2 separate regions of the Mus musculus genome follow, and region 1 is linked to region 2. The links are chromatin contacts, called in public HiChIP or PLAC-seq maps. All regions are on one chromosome and are shown on one strand. The core of a region is the stretch at or near the end of the contact, and the rest is flanking DNA. Distances in the headings are between cores, read along the strand shown.

Region 1 (6,097 bases), core at 3,137-5,636, 870 kb before region 2:
GGCAAACATGTGAAGGAGTGTTTCCTGAAATGAAAGGATGTTTTGCTAAAGCAGACATGTAAAGGAACATTTAGCTGAAGCAGACACAGGAGAAAGGCTGGTCTGCTAAAGCAAGCATGTGAAAGAACGCGTGTATTGTTCTGCCTTACATTGCATAGTTTGTTGTCACCCCATAGAGAGAAATGCACCAAAAAACTTCTGGTGGTGTGCTGGTGGCTTCTGTTGCTCTCACGGACTGGGCCAATTGGCAGAGTGACGTCAGCTGAGATAGAATCATGTGGAGTTTTGCTAAGACAGACCCACATGATGAGACAAAACCTGTAGAGGACATGTAATGTTTGGAGGGAGTATAAATAGACTCAACAGACTGTGAGCGAGGCTTGCTTGTACAGCTAGCTGTGCACTGCTTCTTGGTCTTACGTCTTCGCTGATTCCTTGAGAGAGGCACCACCGAGAGTTTCTCCTGGCATCCCTGGTGTTCCTACTCTCTCCTGCTGACTTGTGCTGTCGGCAGAGGCCTGGCTGTTCCTGCTAGGTCGTGCTGTCCTGATACTACTGAACTGTCCTGCTGGTATATCCATGAAGTGTTTGCGAGTGGATGGAGCTGCTGTTATTGATCTGTGAACTGAACTGTTGATTTCCTGACAAGCAGATGAGATTTGCTCCAAAGAAGTATTTCTAAACAGGTCCACTTCTCTCATAGCCTACTAACCTTTCTTTTCCACTACCTCTGGTGGGTGGTAGGCAAGAAAGGAGGTTAAAACATTGAAAAAAACATTGTCAAAAGTAGGGTTGAAAAAAATTTTAAATTGCACAGAATTTTTGCCACCTGGGGAGTATTTCCTTATGTTTTCTTAAGCAATATTCTGCCTATGGCATTCAGAGCAAGTGAAGCTTGTCTCACATTAATTATCTGTGCAGGCTTAATGTCTTCTGTTGCTGTAATCATGACCGGTTCCTTTTAAGGCTAATGCATAAGTCATAAACCCCAATAATGCGTAATTCCCACTACTCTCAGCAAGGGGCTTCAGTAGCATGTGTATTGCTGCTCCAAGGAGAGGCCTTAGCACCAGGAGATCTCACCCCACACATATTAGGATTTTGGTGCAGCCTGTCATTGGGAAAAGTAGCTGCGGTGGTTTGCCTGCAGTATGTATCTGGAGGGAGGGAGGAGACAAGCCTGACAGGTTTGCCCGGTGATGGATGGAATGGATATCCTGAATGTATCATGGAGGCCATTGTGCAAACCCTCCCAGACAAAGAAGAGGGTGAAGGTAGCACTCAAGAGTGTTTCTCATAACCCTTTGCCCACATGGGGGCACAAAGCACAGAGGGTAACACATTGAGGGAGGGGCATTCTTCTCTCCAGACCAATTTAGTACCTGGCAGAGCAAGATGAAGGAGTAAGACTGTGTGGGTTGTTTCAATTGCTTGTAACACAAACATCTGTAATGGATCTCTCTCTCTCTCTCTCTCTCTCTCTCTCTCTCTCTCTCTCTCTCTGCCATTGTATGCACATGCATATGACATTTTTTCCAATTTTTTATTAGGTATTTTCTTCATTTACATTTCAAATGCTATCCCGAAAGTCCCCCATACCCTCCCCTTGCCCCCCGCTCCCCTACCCACCCACTCCCACTTCTTGGCCCTGGTGTTCCCCTGTACTGGGGCATATAAAGTTTGCAAGACCAAGGGGCCTCTCTTCCCAATGATGGCCGACTAGGCCATCTTCTGCTACATTTTATACATAGCCATGGGTTTTCCTTATCTATCTATCTATCTATCTATCTATCTATCTATCTACATGTATATGTTTTATACAAAACCATGTTTTTCCTCTCTCTTTTTCCCTCCCCCCTCACTCTCTGTGCATATGTATAAGAAATTTTATACACAGCCATAGTCTCTCTTTCTCTCTGTTCCCCCCCTCCCTCAGGACCCCTTGACTGGCTAGAAAGTCCTGCCTCCCGTTTCCTCCTGCCCAGATATTGGCTGATCAGGTCTTTATTAACTAATCTAACCAATCAGAGGTGATAGAAAATGAATTTTGGGCAATATTGAGACAGGAGATGCTTAACAAAGCCAAAGTCTAGACTCTACCCAGATCTTTGGGCACAGTAATCAGCATCTGAATACACAAAGCACACAACCATTTCCCAACACTTCCTTGCAACCTCCCACCTCTGTGCTTCTGTTCTGAGACATAAGGACCAAGATAACCTAAGCCATTCTTACTCAGGGCATCTATCATTTATAATAAATGCACCTCAATTAAAACAACCTCCTATTTCAAAAGCAATACAGACTGAGGTCATTATCTCGCCCCTCCAGCCATGCATCTCTAAATCCTTAGCATGTGTAGTGGTTTGAGTAGCTATGGCCCCATAGACTCATGTGTTTGAAGGCTTGGGCTATAGGGAGTGGCACTATTAGGAGGTGTGGCTTTGTTGGAGTGGGTGTGGCCTTGTTGGAGGAAGTGTGCCACCATGGAGGCAGGCTTTGAGGTCTCCTATGCTCAAGCTATATCCAGTGATACAGTCTCCTTCAGCTGCCCATTGATCTGGATGTAGAACTCTTAAACCTCCTTCCCAAGGACCGTGTCTGCTTGCATGCTGCCATGCTTCCTACCATCAGAATAACTGACTAAACCTCTGAAACGGTAAGCCAGCCCTAAGTAATGCTTTTCTTTATAAGACTTGCTTTGGTCATAATAGCAACAAAATCCTAAGACTAAGGGGGTAACAGGCTTAAGGGCCATTTCCTGTCTCTCACTGGACCTACATCCCTGCTCTGATCTAGGCCAGTTGGAGCACACAGAAGGTTAAGAAATCACCCCTCCCTAACAGAGTGTTCATGAAAGCAAGGGGGAAAGTCTATGGCAGGAACGGCAGGCAGTCCTCTCTCCTTACCAGAGAGGTCTCTAATTTGTACAGCTGTGTGCAGTTGTCTCAACATGTAACCACCTGTATCAGTTTTTGCCATTGTAGGAACATGTTGAAACAGGAAAAAAGGAGATAAGTTGAAACCACTCTAAAACATAGCTGTTTGCTTCATAAAGTTCTTGGGAGAGTCCATAACTCAAGGACTAGAAAAGGCCGTGGTACTGGCCAGGTCTTTACATAATGATTGGGGACCAACTTTCAAATGTCATTGGGTGACAAATGTGAACTCATATTTTGATTGCTATTCAATTTGTGCTAATACATAAAGAGAAAGAAGCAGGTCTGAAAAGCTGGCTGGAATGAGTTGATGGACTCACCTGATTGGTCAAAACAGTTATTTGTGCTGGAAGAGAGTAACGGGGTGGGGGAAAGGGAGGGAAGGGGAAAGAAGCATTATGTAGTATTTCTTTAGTTGTGAATAGTTGTAGTTTCTATTAGTCTCAGAGAGAAGAATTCAACTTTAAAACTCTGGTTCTGAGCAGCCAGGGGAGAAAGCAATTAGAGGGAAACAGGAAATTATAACAAACTGTTCAGTGGCGGGAGACAGAGTGAACAATGCAGTCCTTAAAGGGTTTTTTCCTGTCAGGATAAACAGCTCTTTCTTGTGTTTGGTTATACTTTAACCATGATACAAAGGGAGACAGAGAACTGGTAATCTGATACCAAAATTAATTTCTGGAGTGATAAGGATGGAATTTAGGTTGTGGAAGGAACCACATTTAAAATTCTCCAGTGTGTATTTTAAGGTAAGGTGAGAGAGTGGTTTAGGGAAGAGGTCGTTGGATATGGATTCTGAAAGTCATGCACACAGACTCTGATGCAGTAGGAAGTGAGAATGTGTGTACAGAGAACAGCTTGTGTATTTTATGGACGAATCACCTGTCAATTAAGAAAACCTACGGCCTATAGAAAAGGGTAGACTAGAAGGTGGGACAACTGGTAGGCAGAGAGGATTCTGGGAAAGAGCCAGGTGTGGGAAGAGTTGCTGGGGAAGATGTGAGGAGGACAGATGAATGATACCTGAGCAGAGGTGACCAGCCACATGGCAGAATATAGGCTAATATAAGTGGGTTATCAGAGAAGAGCCTAGCTATATGGCCTAGATATCTGTAAATATATTTTGAGTCTGAGTGGTTATTATGGGAGCTTGGAACCAGGAGGAAAAACAAACACTTTAATAGATGACACCCAATGTGGGGCATGTTATCCAGGTTTAGAGCCTGAGAAGCCATTGGGAAGGATGGTTTAGCATACTGCTCTGTGATGGTGGGCAGGCTGCTCCGTTTGGTGTGGTTGGCCACAGAAGCCAGTGAACAGTGGAGGCAAAAAAACATGAAGAGGCTGAGTATGGAAATACAGGCCTCTTATCCCTCCAAGGTGCACCATGGCCATCTTCTAGGGAGAGCAGAGGCCTGTATGAGGCAGTAGAGTGAGGAACCAGAGCCTCAAGGCACAGCCCCACAGGAAACACTTCTCATGTTGCATGCTGCTCTGGGGAGCCAGTGCTCTGCTGGGTGGAAGGTATGACTCATGCTGAGGCTTATGGGAAATTCAGCACCCCAGTCCAGGCCCACTGAGCCCCCATCCTGATGCTTGATGACAGGTGGCAGCCCAGCCAAATGTGGCAGGGCAAGTGGGCACCAAGAATACCCATGGGTGCCCTTGGGTGAAGGCCTGAACCCTCACAGAAGCACAGCAGGTGGGAGTGGCCTGTCTAGAACTGGCAGGAGGCAAAGCCAATGGGACAACCTTCTGAACTGAGCTGAGAGGGTGGAGCTGGCCACTACAGATACATGCTAGTCCGAGGAGCCTGGAAATGTGCAGAAGGACAGAGGAGCACTTACCCTGAGCTGCAATAGGATTGAAAAGCCACAGACATCTGAGCAGGTAAGGTATTGAGTTTAGAAAACTATAAAAGAGAAGGGAAACTGAATTAAAAAAGAAAGAAAGAAAGAAAGAAAAACTATTTGGTTTAAAGATAAGAGGGTGAAGTCCTTAAGAAAAATTTTAGAGAATAAAAAAAAAAGAAATATATTTTCTATGTCAAGAAAATGGAAACACAGGGACTTCCGGGGTTGGTCAGAGGAAGAGAGGAAGCAGGAGAAGGGTTTTTTGACAGAGACAGGGAAAGGACAAGATCTGGCTACTAGTGTCTCCCAGTTTAGATAGTGAATCTGCCAGGATTTGCCACAGGAGGATTTACATTTAATAAAGCTTACAAGATTAGAATTCTCGTTGTTGTAGTCAGTGATTGAGTTACCATTGTTTCTGAACTAACTTTGTGTTGTTTTCCTTCATGTGGTGGCTCGGCGGTGTTCCAGAGAGAGAGAAAGGTATGGCAGCAAAGCATGGGTTTGCCTGATGTGTCCCCCAAAAGGATGTAGGAGTTTTGAAGCACGGGGCTGGTGTGGTAGTGACCTGCCAGTGGGAACTTATCTGGGTGGAGAGATTTTGGAGCTCTGAGTCAGAGAGACTTGCCCACCAGTGCTTGACTGGCCATAGCATGGCAAGGTTCCTTTTTATTGCTTCCCACAACATGTGGTAAACCAACGTGTTAGGCAAGAATCCACTAGAAATTTAAGATTATTAGCCTGAGAGTTAGAGTTTTATTTTCTAAGTGAGAGAAAGGTGGTGCTGGGATGATGAGTCATGTGTACTTAAGCGAGGGAGCCTTGAAACAAACAAAAAAAAAAAAAAAAAAGAGGGCTCTGAGGTCCCCTGCTGTGGAAAGAGACAAGATGGCTGCTCTGAGTCAGAGAGCTGGAGAATGGAAGCTGCCTTTATCTTGGGGCAGATATTGATTTAACTGTGAATTTATAACATTGGGATTATTTGCTTTTAGGATAGATTTATATACAGATTTTGTTTAAATCATGTGGGGAATTTCACCTGTGGTTCAGAGCTAGGATAGGGAAAATTAGTCACTGACTCCAAGTAGAGAGAGCAGTGATAACTGCCTGCTATGAACAGATATTAATTATTAAAAGTCTGTGACTACAGGTAGAGAGTTCAACAGATAGGTATTATAACAGGTATTAATAAAATAAATGTCTGTGGCTCCAGGTAGAGAGCCCAAGCAATAGATGTTATAACAAGATGGCTGCTCTAGGTGGAGAGCTTAACAAGTAAAAACTACCTGCTTCCTATAGGCAGAT
Region 2 (5,657 bases), core at 377-2,876:
GGGGTACAGAGAAGGAAGCACCCTTCTCGATGTTGTTTGCTTGCAAAGATCTTCTTGATCTTGCAACAAGAGCTTAACTTTGTCCCAGATTCAGGGATTGAGACCCAAAACAGAAACTTCCAGAACATTAATGACAGTGATGATCTTGATCATGGAAAATCATCAGAACGTGGTGAGGGATGGAGAGATGAGGAGTCAGAGCTCCTCAGTGCTACCAAAGCCCTCTGACCACTCCCATCTGTCTCAACCAGAGCTGTGTGTAGCAAATGGTGATTCTACTAATATTCCATAGACTCTAGGAGAGACCACGTGTGCTATTCCCATGGAGCTGATGGGAAGGGAGGCAGGTGTGTAAGGACTGGAACAACTGGAGTTTCACACACTGTTGGTGAAACTGACTATGAGAAAAGAGACTGCCCTGTGTGACAGTGTCTTATGGAGTTAAGCAGTTTCCTGCCATATGAGTTAGCAAGGCTAGGGAAAATACACCTTCATAAATTCTTACATAAATCCCCATAGCAACCCTACTCATGATAGACCAAAAAATAAAATAAAGAAAAAAGAAGCCAAATGTCCTATTCAACTACAGAAATAACCTAATGTACTTTGTGCAATGGGAAATTACTCCCCAATAAAAAAATTTTTAAATGTACCATGGATCCAAGCAATAACAAGAGCAAAAAAAAACTCAGATCCAGGGCCTGGAGAGATGGCTCAACTGTCAAGCATGTTGCTCCTTTATGAGGGCCTAAGCTAGCTCCCAGCACATCCATGGAACATCTCACAAACCTATAACTCTAGCTCCAAGGGATCCAAAGACTCCCTTCTGACAGCCATAGACACTGGTGTACACACACTCACATACACACTCACATACACACTCACACATACTCACAGGCAGCACTCATACACTTGCAGCACTCATACACTTGCGCACATACAACATACTGATACATGGAGAAATCTTTTTTTAAAAAGCATCCAGAAAAAGAATACATGGTGTACAGTGTCATCTATATGAAACTTTCAAGAAGGCTAAATTCACCTATTATGATGGGAGTCAGGCCTATTGCTGTCTATAAGATGGAGCAGGATTGAAAAGAAAGAGACAAAGGATAACTTTGTGGGGTGACAGAAATGTTCAACGTCCTGATTAGGAGTCACACTTAACACCTAGGAGCAGATGTAAATTTTATATTAAAGAAAATCAAGTTTTAATTAGTAGCAACAAAATCCTTCTGGTCTTTGTCACATGCCTCTGTCTACAGGTAGCCCCACCCCAGATGCCTCTGTCTACAGATAGCCCCGCCCCAGATGCCTCTGTCTACAGGTAGCCCCGCCCCAGATGCCTCTGTCTACAGGTAGCCCCGCCCCAGATGCCTCTGTCTACAGGTAGCCCTGCCCCAGATATCTCTGCCTACATGTAGCCCCACCCCAGAAAATCCTGTGAGAACTACTCAGCAAACCTCGTCTGAAAAGAATGTGGCAGAGGGATGGGCAGTTTGCAGAACTCAGGGCATCTGGGTTGAGCAAAGGCTTTTGTGCAAGCTTAGAACAATGCCTGTAATGTTGTAGCCATGAAGTTATAACACCCCCACAGGAGCCTTGTGTCGCTGAAAGGCTCATTCAGAGTGGGCTCACATCTCCAGCCAAGCTGCAGTGCCTGATGGATTGCTCAGCTGCTCTTGCAGGCAGTTCTGGTCTCAATAGCAACTGGGGGAGGGAAGGAACATTCCAGACTTCTGGGTAGAAAAAATTCAGTCCAGTATAAAGAGCTCCAAATGAACAACCAGAGAACAAGACCATAACATACTGAGGGGACTTGCTTCTCCTCCTGTCATATGCTCTGTCCTAGCTGAGCTTAGAGTGGATTACCTCGACCACTGACTCCATTCATTGTGGACCCTGGGCTGTGCCTGCATTTGGAATGCTGAGGAATGTAGATGCAAGCAGACCTGTATCCTGAGTGACTCAGATGGGAGCTGCTGAGCTCCTATCAGGCTTCAGTCAGTTTGAGCTCTCTGAAAGGAAAATGATCAGGAATAATGACAATTCTCATTCTGCAAACAAGGAAATCAGACTCAGAAGACAATGGAAGAGATAGTCCAGGCCACACGGGAAGCTGCAGATCTGAGTTCTGAGTTCAGGCACTCTGTTTCTGAGTTCTGTGTTCTTTTTGACAAACAATATGACTAAGATAGATATGAGCCTTCCCCCCACTGTAAATGTTTGCCTTCTGTCTGAAAGATGCCGGGAAATCATAAGCACAGGCCTGGGAGGGAAGGATGACGATGAGCACCAGGCTGTGCCAGGCCTGAGGACTGCTCTCAGGCTAGTACTGGCAGCCTCTGAGTGGGCATGGAAGTAGAGGCATGGCTCAGACTGGGATTCCACATCCACAGTGTTGTCATAGGTGAGTAGCTGGGGGCAGGGATGTCTAGCCAAGCAGCTACTGTGTGTGTGTGGGGGGGTGTAATTTAGGGACATTTAGGGACTGCAGGTGTAATTGGTTTGTAGAATGTTTGTCTTGGGCTCAGTCCCCAGGACCACAAAAGCTGGGAACACCTGGAATTCCAATACTTGTGAGGTAGAGAGGAGAAGATCCAGAATCCAAAGTCGGCTTCAACTACACGGTGAATTTTAGGCTAGCCTGGGCTATTTAAGACCCCCATCTCAACAAAACAACAGCAAACAAACAAACAGAACAATGAAAAACGAGAAATTAATTTCTTGACATTCTGGAGGCTATAAGCTGAAGCCCAAGGTGCCGGCATACAGGAAGCTTCACCGTACAGTGTTCTTGCATGGTGGAAGACAGAAGGGAAATTGAAAAACAGGTAGACACCATGCCCTCTCTCATAAGGGACAAAGCAGAAGAAAGCACATCCAGCCTTACAGACTCTTTATGTCTGTTTACTTGTTTTAATTTCAGAAGGAAAGCAGAACCTCCTAAGGCCTATCTATGAGCACCAGCCTACTCACGAACCACTTTCTGCCACTTGATATTCATGGCCATGGCCATCCAAGAGGCATCCTTCAGGGTAGCTGAAATCTAAACGTTTGTTAAGTCAAGGAGGCTGTTTCCCTGAAGGCTGCCTCAGCTCTTGGATAGTTTTAGGACAACAAGCCTGCTACCTGTGTTTAGAGCTCTCTTGAGCTCTGATTCTTCACGTATCTACCCAAGTTAGCGAGTCAGAATTCTAGGAACTTCCTTTCTACCTTGTCCCTTGGTTCTAGAAACCAGACCTCAGTCAATCTGTCAGTCATCTCGTAACAATAAATAAGCAGCAAATGTGGACTCCCTCAGTTCTCCTTGGGGCTTCCCGACCTTTGACCCAGATCATTTATGCTCCTTCTGGTATCCCTCAGGTTCTCTGTGGCTGAGTCAAACATTGACTTCATCAAATGACCAGAAATATACATACTGGTGATTCTAAACACTGAGATAGAAATAAATTGGAGTGCAGTACTAACTCTTACTCTGTGTCTAGTTCAGATGAACAAAGTATTTTGTAAGATGTAAATAAGTTAAAAGGAACGCCGGACCTCTGCAAGGGCAACTAAGCCAAAGTCTTACTTCCTTGTTCCTCCAAATACATAGGGAGCAATTCTGAATTCAACAATATTGGATTATTCTGTTTCCTTGGTAACCTGAAGTTCTGCCCTAGCTGACAATCAAAGACTGCAGAGGCTCCAATTTTCTTCTAAGTCTAAAAATGCTCATTCTATGAATATCTAGGGTTCAGGAGAGCATACTAGAGGGAGGCTGGTAAAAAAGTAAGACTATTAACTTCAGGAAGAGGGAGCAGAACAAAGTTATCTGCTGGTCAGTCTCCTGGATCTGTGGGAAAGACAGGTGACGATTCTTCCATGGCACACACAGTATGCTATGACGACTCTTCAGTGGCACATATAGTATGCTAGGAGAACTGTCTAAATATGAATCCAAAACTAACATATCAGAAGACAAGGCCGGGCTGGAGAGATGGCTCAGTGGTTAAGAGCACCGGCTGCTCTTCTAGAGGTCCTGAGTTCAATTCCCAGCAACCACATGGTGGCTGACAACCATCTGTAATGGGATCTGATGCCCTCTTCTGGTGTGTCTGAAGACAGTAACAGTGTACTCATACATAAAATAAATAAATCCTTAAAAAAAGAAGAAGAAGACAAGGCCATGTCCCAGCCCATCTAGTTACCTGAAGCACGGTGGCGCACACATATTGTCGAAAATGGCCTTTTTTAAAGGGCGTGATCTGCACATTTTAAGAGTATTGCTGTTACATCTCTGGGAAATCATTTTTTTGGGGGGGTCTGGAACGGACTCCCATGATATATGGCAATCTATGGCTGCATCATCCCATTAGGGGCTTTGAGCCTTGACGTGCAGACCAGGAGTAAGGTTGATGTGTGAATAGTCAGAGCATCTACAAGGAAACAATCCAAGAAGGGCTTGAAAACCCCAGAAACCGTAATGTGACAGGTTGTCCTTCATGCAGGATGAAGTGCAGAGTCCGTCCTCAGCACCACCTGAAAGTGAGGTGAACTTTTGGTAAGCTCTAAGAGATGGATGGTGTCCACCATGCACCGATTTGAAACTCAGTTTATTCAGGTTAGTTTGTCCTTTGGTGCAGATGTTTCTATAAAGAGTCTGGAGCTGGGCATGGTGGCACACACCTTTAATCCCAGCACTCGGGAGGCAGAGGCAGGTGGATTTCTGAGTTTGAGGCCAGCATGGTCTACAGAGTGAGTCCCAGGACAGCCAAGGCTATACAGAGAAACTCTGTCTCAAAAAAACAAAAAAACAAAAAAACAAAAAAAAAAAAAAAGAGTCTGGAAGAAACTTGTCCATCTGTATCATAAACAACCCAGAAAGACATAACTGGTGGATCTATGCATCAAAGATCTGTGGTCCTAGATCAAGTCATTGGCATCATTTATTAGAGGCTGTCTTGTCAACAGAGTAAGCGTCCATTTTGTTCAGGCTCTAACAGAGCTCATAACAACAAAAGAAATGTACTCAGTGCTTTTATCACTGCTATAACAAAATACCTAACAAAAGATACTCAAAAAAGGATTTATTTTGGTTCACAGTTTGAGCAACAGGTGTACTCACACCTGGTACATTTTGTGCCTTGGCATGGGTGGTTCCCCTTTTGCTCCAGTATCTGTGAGCAGGCTGAGAACCAGGCCTTCTCTTAGACATCTTTCAGAGGTGCTGGACACAGTGGTCTTTGGCCCAGAGCCCTGATGGTTCCTCCCATGCCAGCTCTTCTGGGGAGAAGCTGGTCTTGAACCAGTTCCCAGCTGGGTGGAGGTTTTCATCCCAGAGCCTGGCCCCCATCTGGGTCCCATCCACTCTTGCATTGTCCAGCTACTCCTTGGTACTAATACTCTCCTAAACACCAAATTTTATTTAACTTTCTCCTTCCTTTTCCCTTCCCCTCCTTGGGTTATTTGGTGAGACCAGCTTCCACTCCTTGCATGCTGCTGGCGTTTTACCCATGAAGCAAAGAGAACTGGCAGGAAATGGGCAATGCCCCTTTCAGCAGGCATTCTCCTGGCACAGCAGTGAGAGAAGTATGAAAATACGGCCTTCCCACTCTGTCCCTTCCTGGTCAGCACTTCTGCTTCGTCATTCCTTTTTGTTCTCTCTCACT

Evidence for each region. HiChIP or PLAC-seq counts read pairs in DNA pulled down with a chosen protein or histone mark.
Region 1: a FOXA1 HiChIP or PLAC-seq map of pancreatic cancer cells shows a contact between it and region 2. The contact joins two enhancer-like sites. A contact is called at or near these places in 1 of 115 datasets of contacts at active chromatin or transcription factors (pancreatic cancer cells) and 1 of 9 other capture datasets (embryonic stem cells).

Annotation. Positions count from the first base shown.
Region 1 is chr15:37,898,365-37,904,461 of GRCm38.p6, reverse strand. Gm35019 (a long non-coding RNA gene) reads left to right here. Exons shown (of 7, transcript XR_383951.4): 2 at 4,546-4,829; 3 at 5,264-5,275. Among named protein-coding and RNA genes, the nearest start is that of Gm35019, 6.6 kb to the left of the region's middle. Within about 2 kb of position 4,386, at least 10 of the 459 cell types and tissues checked have an H3K27ac peak or open chromatin away from gene starts, as enhancers often do. A contact at or near this core is called in pancreatic cancer cells, where this site is marked.
Region 2 is chr15:37,027,755-37,033,411 of GRCm38.p6, reverse strand. No RefSeq gene overlaps it. Among named protein-coding and RNA genes, the nearest start is that of Gm34724, 16 kb to the left of the region's middle. Within about 2 kb of position 1,626, at least 99 of the 459 cell types and tissues checked have an H3K27ac peak or open chromatin away from gene starts, as enhancers often do. A contact at or near this core is called in pancreatic cancer cells, where this site is marked.